Regions from separate parts of the Sus scrofa genome. Here region 1 is linked to region 2. A link is a contact called in public HiChIP or PLAC-seq data. All regions are on one chromosome and are shown on one strand. Each heading gives the region's core, a stretch centred on a gene start, on an enhancer-like site or on the middle of the called end of the contact. The rest is flanking DNA. Distances are from core to core; before and after follow the strand shown.

Region 1 (3,005 bases), core at 327-2,826, 200 kb before region 2:
CACAGATGTTCCATGAATGTGCGGGTGATCCCTTTACTACAAACAGGAGCATTCTCCACCTGAACTACACGAACTGCATTCTTTAGCTCAGCTCTTGCATCCATTAAACTATTATGCCATTTGGGTTTAGTTCACAATACCGAGGATTATTTTTGATCTGCTCATACACCAAACTTTCAAATAAAATGGAATCATGGCAAACTTTACTCAGGCTTACTGCACGTGCTTCCTATCATTTATTTTTCAACCAGCAGCATTTGGCTAAAGTTTAGGATCGTAACCAAAATTAAGGCTTACTTTGTTTGGGGGAGCAGTTAATGCGTTAACATGGTATCATATTAACCTCCACAGAAACTTTGAAACTGGAGCTTAAATTTCAACGAGTCACAAGTCTGAGGCAAACTTCTCAAAGTGGCCTGCAAAGCAGAGGCCTGTACACATCACCAGACAATTGAACACTGCTATCAGTCTCTGTACTGGGGGACGATCGGGCCAACCTCAGAAGAAACATTCACCTCCAATATTACTAAAGAGCACAGCATTTCATAATCACTTCCTCTTCTTCCAGAGTTCGCACAAGTATTAAATTACATATAACTGTAGTCAGACTGTGTTGATTTGAGTTAAACAAAAATTACTGTATAAGAGTCTAGCAAATGTAAGAAATCTGAGGGGGGAAAAAAGCATTTAACCTGAAAGGCAATTTTTTTCTTTTTGTCTGAATTTAAAGAAAGTAACAACCTGAAAACCAAGAGGGTGGGTGTGGGGAGGTGTCTTGAGATATTGCATGTATTGTAACTGGCTTTATGCAAACCAATTAAGGACATCACTGAAAGGGCCAAAGAAAGTTAGCATATCATAGTCTCCAAACCAAAGAGAAGACCAACTACAATGAGCCTCTGTATTAATGTATATGGTTCCTTCACTACAGAAATACGTATCTTCAGTTCTTCTACATTTGGGAGGAGAACTTTAAAGCACGTTTTCTAAACCCGTGAATTAAAAAGAGGAAGAGGTCAGTTCATGTCCAGCCTGAGGCAGAAGAAGCTGGATTCCAGAGCTGGGCCGGGGCGGCTCGGACGCCAGCCCCGCCCGGGAACGCGCAGCCAGCCGGTGCGCCTGAGCAAGCGCGGCCGGGGAGGCAGGGGGAGGCGGCGGGGCTGCTGCGCATCAGGCGGCGGGAAGGCCGGGCTGGCAAGGCCAGCAGGGACCGGCGGGGCCCGCCTGACCACGCCGCGCACGGAGCCGAGGGGCGTGGGGAGCAGCGCGCTCCCGGGGCTGGGGCAACGCCGGCCCTCAGACTCCCGAGCGCCTGCCGCAAAGCGCAGGGCGGCGGCCACCTGACAACGCGCGCAAACAAGGTGGCGCGACAGCCACGGGGACACGCGCTTTCGGGGCGCCCGGCCATGGGCACCTCCCGAGACTCCTCTTACCCCGACTTCCTCTGCTTCCTTCTTCTTCTTTAGCCGCGGGCACCCAAGGGCCGCAGAGCCCCCAGCTGCGATTCTCAGCTGATGGGTGGCGGCACCAGGATGGCCAGTGCGCATGCCCGCAATACCTCCCTGGGAAGGAGGCGGAGCTAGCTCCTCTCTCATTGGCCAGCGGGGTTAAATGACGGCAGCCCTTCCCCGCCCCTCTGGTTCTAAGCTAAGGAATGGGGGTTCCAGCAAAATTGCAAGGGAGGTGTTTTTTGAGGCCTGACCTGCGGATGGTGAACGTCTTAGCCTGCGAGCAAAAACAGGAGGAGGGAATGGAGAGCCCCTCTGTTTATCGGGGGATGCCGGCCTCCCTAGCCTCGTGTCTTCAGCTGGCCCGATTAACTCATGCCTGCCTTGCTTCTTAACCCTTGACTCTGTAGTAGACCATATTTACAACTCCATTAAAAATGCGGACGCCCGCAAATGAGGCCCTGGGGGGAGGACATACTAACACGAATAGAGGAAATTCAGTCAGGAACAATGAAGGAATAAGCGAAAAGTCTTTCCCATGTGCTAAGTAGACAAGTTTTCATACATATACAAGTCATTCTAAGCATCCTCAAGGGCGGGAAGTAGGTTTCACCGGATTTCCAAAACATAGAGAGGTTCTCATGATAAATAGTCAAAGTAATTGTTAGATAAAAGTATAATTTCTTTTGATGAAAGAATACCAAATTAATTAGGCCTTTTTCTGTAATAAGACAATATTTCTAAAAGGATCGTCAGGATATCAAAAGTCCAGATAGACTAAGGTGGAAAAAAACAAAACAAAACATATTTTGAATTGGTACCACCTGAGAAAAGTCTAGGTTGTTTGGAATCACATGCACATATATGTACATATGTGAGAGAGATTAACCAAGGATAAGAAACAGAAGAGGCTCTCAGTTCACTTTTCATTTTTCTATTTTTAAGAGAGATGCAGGAAGAAGAAGTATTTTCTATTCCTCATTTTTCCTAAAGAAAACTATGGTGTAAGTGTGATAATAAGCAGCAATTATACTCTGCCTCTGTGAAGAGGGGCAATAGAGATGGGCACGCTGGCCAAGCAGAAGGTACACACCCCATCTAAAGGGGCAGCATGATTCAGCTAGAGCCAACAGTAGACTTTTAGGAATATTGCCTAATATAAGCAAATTATCTGCTTTCTTGAGATATAGTGGAAATTTGATTCGTTTTTATTTTACCCCAAACTTCTATACTTCTAAATTTTTTATTAAAGTATAGTTGATTTACAACGTTGTGTCAACTTCTGCTGCACAGCACAGTGACCCAGTCATACATATGTACACTTTATTTTTCTCATATTATCCTCCATCATGTTTTATCACGAGAGACTGGATGTAGTTCTCTGGCTATAGGGCCTCATTGCTTATCCATTCTAAATTTTGCTCCTACTAACCCCAAATTCTGATTTTTACGTGAAATCTATTTTTCAATATTTTCTAAGTTTTTATAAAAACATTCTGTGATCAAATAAAATATGTATTTCATCCTTTGTAATAGGAAATAATTTTATTTTTTATT
Region 2 (3,152 bases), core at 408-2,907:
AATTTCAGATCTAGCTCCTTCTGTTAAAAAAAATGTAATGGTGACAGCTAACACTGGCGAGAGCGCCACAGTGTACAGTACAGATTCTAGAGGTCTTACTTCACTGGACACTCATTCCTACTCTGTAAAGGGATGTAGGAGCGGAAATTTTATTATCCCTGTTTTACAAATAAAGAAATAGAGATCTCAGAGTTCCCCAATGGCTCATCAGGTTAAGGATCTGGCATTGTCACTGCTGTGGCTTAGGTTACGGCTATAGCATGGGTTTGATCCCTGGCCCAGGAACTTCCACATGCCATGGGTGCAGCCAAAAAAAAAAAAAAAGAAATATAGAAGTCAAATGTTTTGGTTGTCTGCCTCCATCACTCAGCCAGGAATGGTAGAATGAGATCTCAAGAGTTCCTTTTTTAAGTCCTATGCAATTTCCACTCACCATACTGATTATATTCCATGCCAATATAAAAGCCCCCTTTTAAAATTATTATTACTATTTTGCTTTTTAGGGCTGCACCTGTGGCATATGGAAGTTCCCAGGCTAGGGGTCGAATTAGAGCTATAACTACCGGCCTACACCACGGCCACAGTCACTCAGGTACCTTGCTACATCTGTGAGTTACACCACAGCTCACAGCAACACCAGATACCCAACCCACTGAGCGAGGCCATGGATACTAGTAGGATTTGTTTCCACTGCACCACAACAGGAAACCCCTCGAAGCCCCTTTGAAACAAACCTACTCCTCCTTTTACCATTCTACAAAGGAGGCAGGTGTTCATGGATGAACCACACACTTATATTTGGGAATCTAAGTCCTAGATATCACAACTTTCTCACTTTGTTGAAATCCAGTTAAGCACATCTATTGTAGAAACTGTGTCCACATACTGTTCATTAAAGATAAGTACAATAAATAATCAACCAGACATCATCATCTCAAGTCCTTGACCAAACAGAAGACATGCCAGATGGTATATATTATGAAGAATGACAAAGGTGAATCCAATGCCACAGACTGATAATTGGTCAGCAAGAATACTAGTCAAACTTCCTGAATTTGCAATAAATTAGTATTCTACAATACTGCAACTTAAACAAACAAACAAACAAAAAACCCCAAGGTTGATGACATTACCTCTGGGGATCTTTACATGGAATCCAGTTCACTCCAGGGTCTGGGATATCCTCCAGGTAGGGATAAATGGTCTCCCTGGTGAAGACCCAGCCATAAATTCCATCTTCTGGGGTCACAATGATATGTGCGCCCTGCTCAAAACAAGTCGGAGCAGAAGAGTTTCTCCTAAGTTCCAAACACTCCCATTCTTACCACGTTTCAAATTGCCTTTCCAATATCCCAGCCATACCTGTCTGGCTGCCAGTTTAACTGCTGTCTCCAAAACATCTATGTTCTTGTGCATCAGGAGCAAAGCTTCTTTTTCCAGCACAGGTGTTTCCGTTCTGTTTGGTAATGTGACAGCATGCTCATACACTGCAGCAATGAAAGTGTCCAGTGCACCAACACCCAGGACCAAGAGGGCCAGAATGGCTGTATATTTTGGGACACATGATACAATCATAGCTGAAATTCTGTGTGCTTTGATAAACAAACTCAGAGTCTTCTGTCTTGTATCCCTGGAAAAACTTTTATGATAAAGACCTGCCTGCCTGCTACCAGCTATTTATACTTTCTCATGAATATATTACACAACCCAGGGTTGGGAAAGGATGTTGGGCAAAAAGTACATAATTGGATTGACTGTAGTCTCAGTGTGGTTGTATCATTTAGAGGTTCACCCAACTCTAAGTGGAATGAACATGCCAAGAAGAGGAGTCCACCGCTTTCCAAAACACACTGGATATTATTGACCTCTTCTCTTTTAATAAAATATATTTCCCTGGGTAGTTCAATATTTCCATTTAAAAGACTAATATTGGATCACCATATTAGGACCTATTATAACAACAATTTGTGCAAATAAACTTATTTAGCTGTGACAGACACAGAACAGAGGGTAAGGCAAACCTGGTTTAACAAAGTTCACAAAATGGGAGAAAGAACAGTTACGCAAATGCTAATGACTGAACTCACTGTTCATGACTAGTGGCTCTATTATAAGGAGCGTGTTGCCATTATAAGGAGCGATCAGCAGAAACCACTGTTGCCAGTTTCTCTTGGAAAGACTGTGACATAGTCTGAAATATTGGAACTTTACCTGACACTGTGTAAAACATAGATAGATGATGACATGGTCAATGATGACAGGTGTCTACCAGGCTGAGTCTCTGGTCCTCTGTGGAATCCAGCTATTGCTATGGGGTTTATATGCAGAAAACCAAGGAGCTAGGCTTTAGGGTCGTGCAATTTCTTCATCTTTATAGAATCTGCTTATTTTTCCAGTTAAGCCTTCTTCCTTAGATACTTATAATAGTACATCACTCAACATCAAATTTTTTTCATTATCTGAATATGCCTTCTTTCTCCTAGGCCTCCTGGTGAGTTTCCATATGTCCTTATGCCCTGAAATGATATCCATCAGATATGAATTCACTTCTGGAGTTTCTGTGGTGGCTCAGCAGTTAACGAACCCACCTAGTATCCATGAGGACACAGGTTTGATCCCTGACCTTGCTCAGTGGGTTAAGGATCTGGCATCGCTGTGAGCTGTGGTGTAGGTTGCACACACAGCTTAGATCCGGCCTTGCTGTGGCTGTAGCATAGGCCCGCAGCTACAGCTCCAATTCGACTCCTAAACTGGGAACCTCCATATGCCATGGGTACAGCCCTAAAAAGACAACAAAAAAACAAACACACACACACACAAATCAAAAAACAACCAAATTCATTTCAGGAAAAAAAACCAAAAACAAAAAACCCTGAGGACAAGATGAGAACATAAGACAGAAGAATTGTTTTGTTATAAATAAGGGACTTATTTTCAAATGTCAATGTGAAATTCTACCCCTTGTCTTGGTTGACTTGACTTTCTGAATAGAATCAAAAAGAAACAAGGGAGTTTCCCTTCATTCTCCCTGATTTCAGGAAGTGTATCAACTTTTTATTATGTTGAAATCAGCAAGAACATACATTAACTATTTCATTACCAAGTGTGGTTAGTAATGCTTTTGCCTCTTATGTGTGTATCACGAATAGGCA

Evidence for each region. HiChIP or PLAC-seq counts read pairs in DNA pulled down with a chosen protein or histone mark.
Region 1: an H3K27ac HiChIP or PLAC-seq map of alveolar macrophages shows a contact between it and region 2. The contact joins the promoter of STX7 here to the promoter of VNN3 in region 2. A contact is called at or near these places in 1 of 5 promoter capture datasets (liver) and 1 of 2 datasets of contacts at active chromatin or transcription factors (alveolar macrophages).

What each region holds. Positions count from the first base shown.
Region 1 is chr1:31,183,476-31,186,480 of Sscrofa11.1, reverse strand. It overlaps STX7 (syntaxin-7), which reads right to left and starts at 1,576. Exons shown (of 10, transcript XM_001926476.4): 1 at 1,434-1,576.
Region 2 is chr1:30,980,101-30,983,252 of Sscrofa11.1, reverse strand. VNN3 (vascular non-inflammatory molecule 3) reads right to left here and starts at 1,657. Exons shown (of 7, transcript XM_001925456.5): 1 at 1,363-1,657; 2 at 1,134-1,264. The coding sequence starts at 1,575.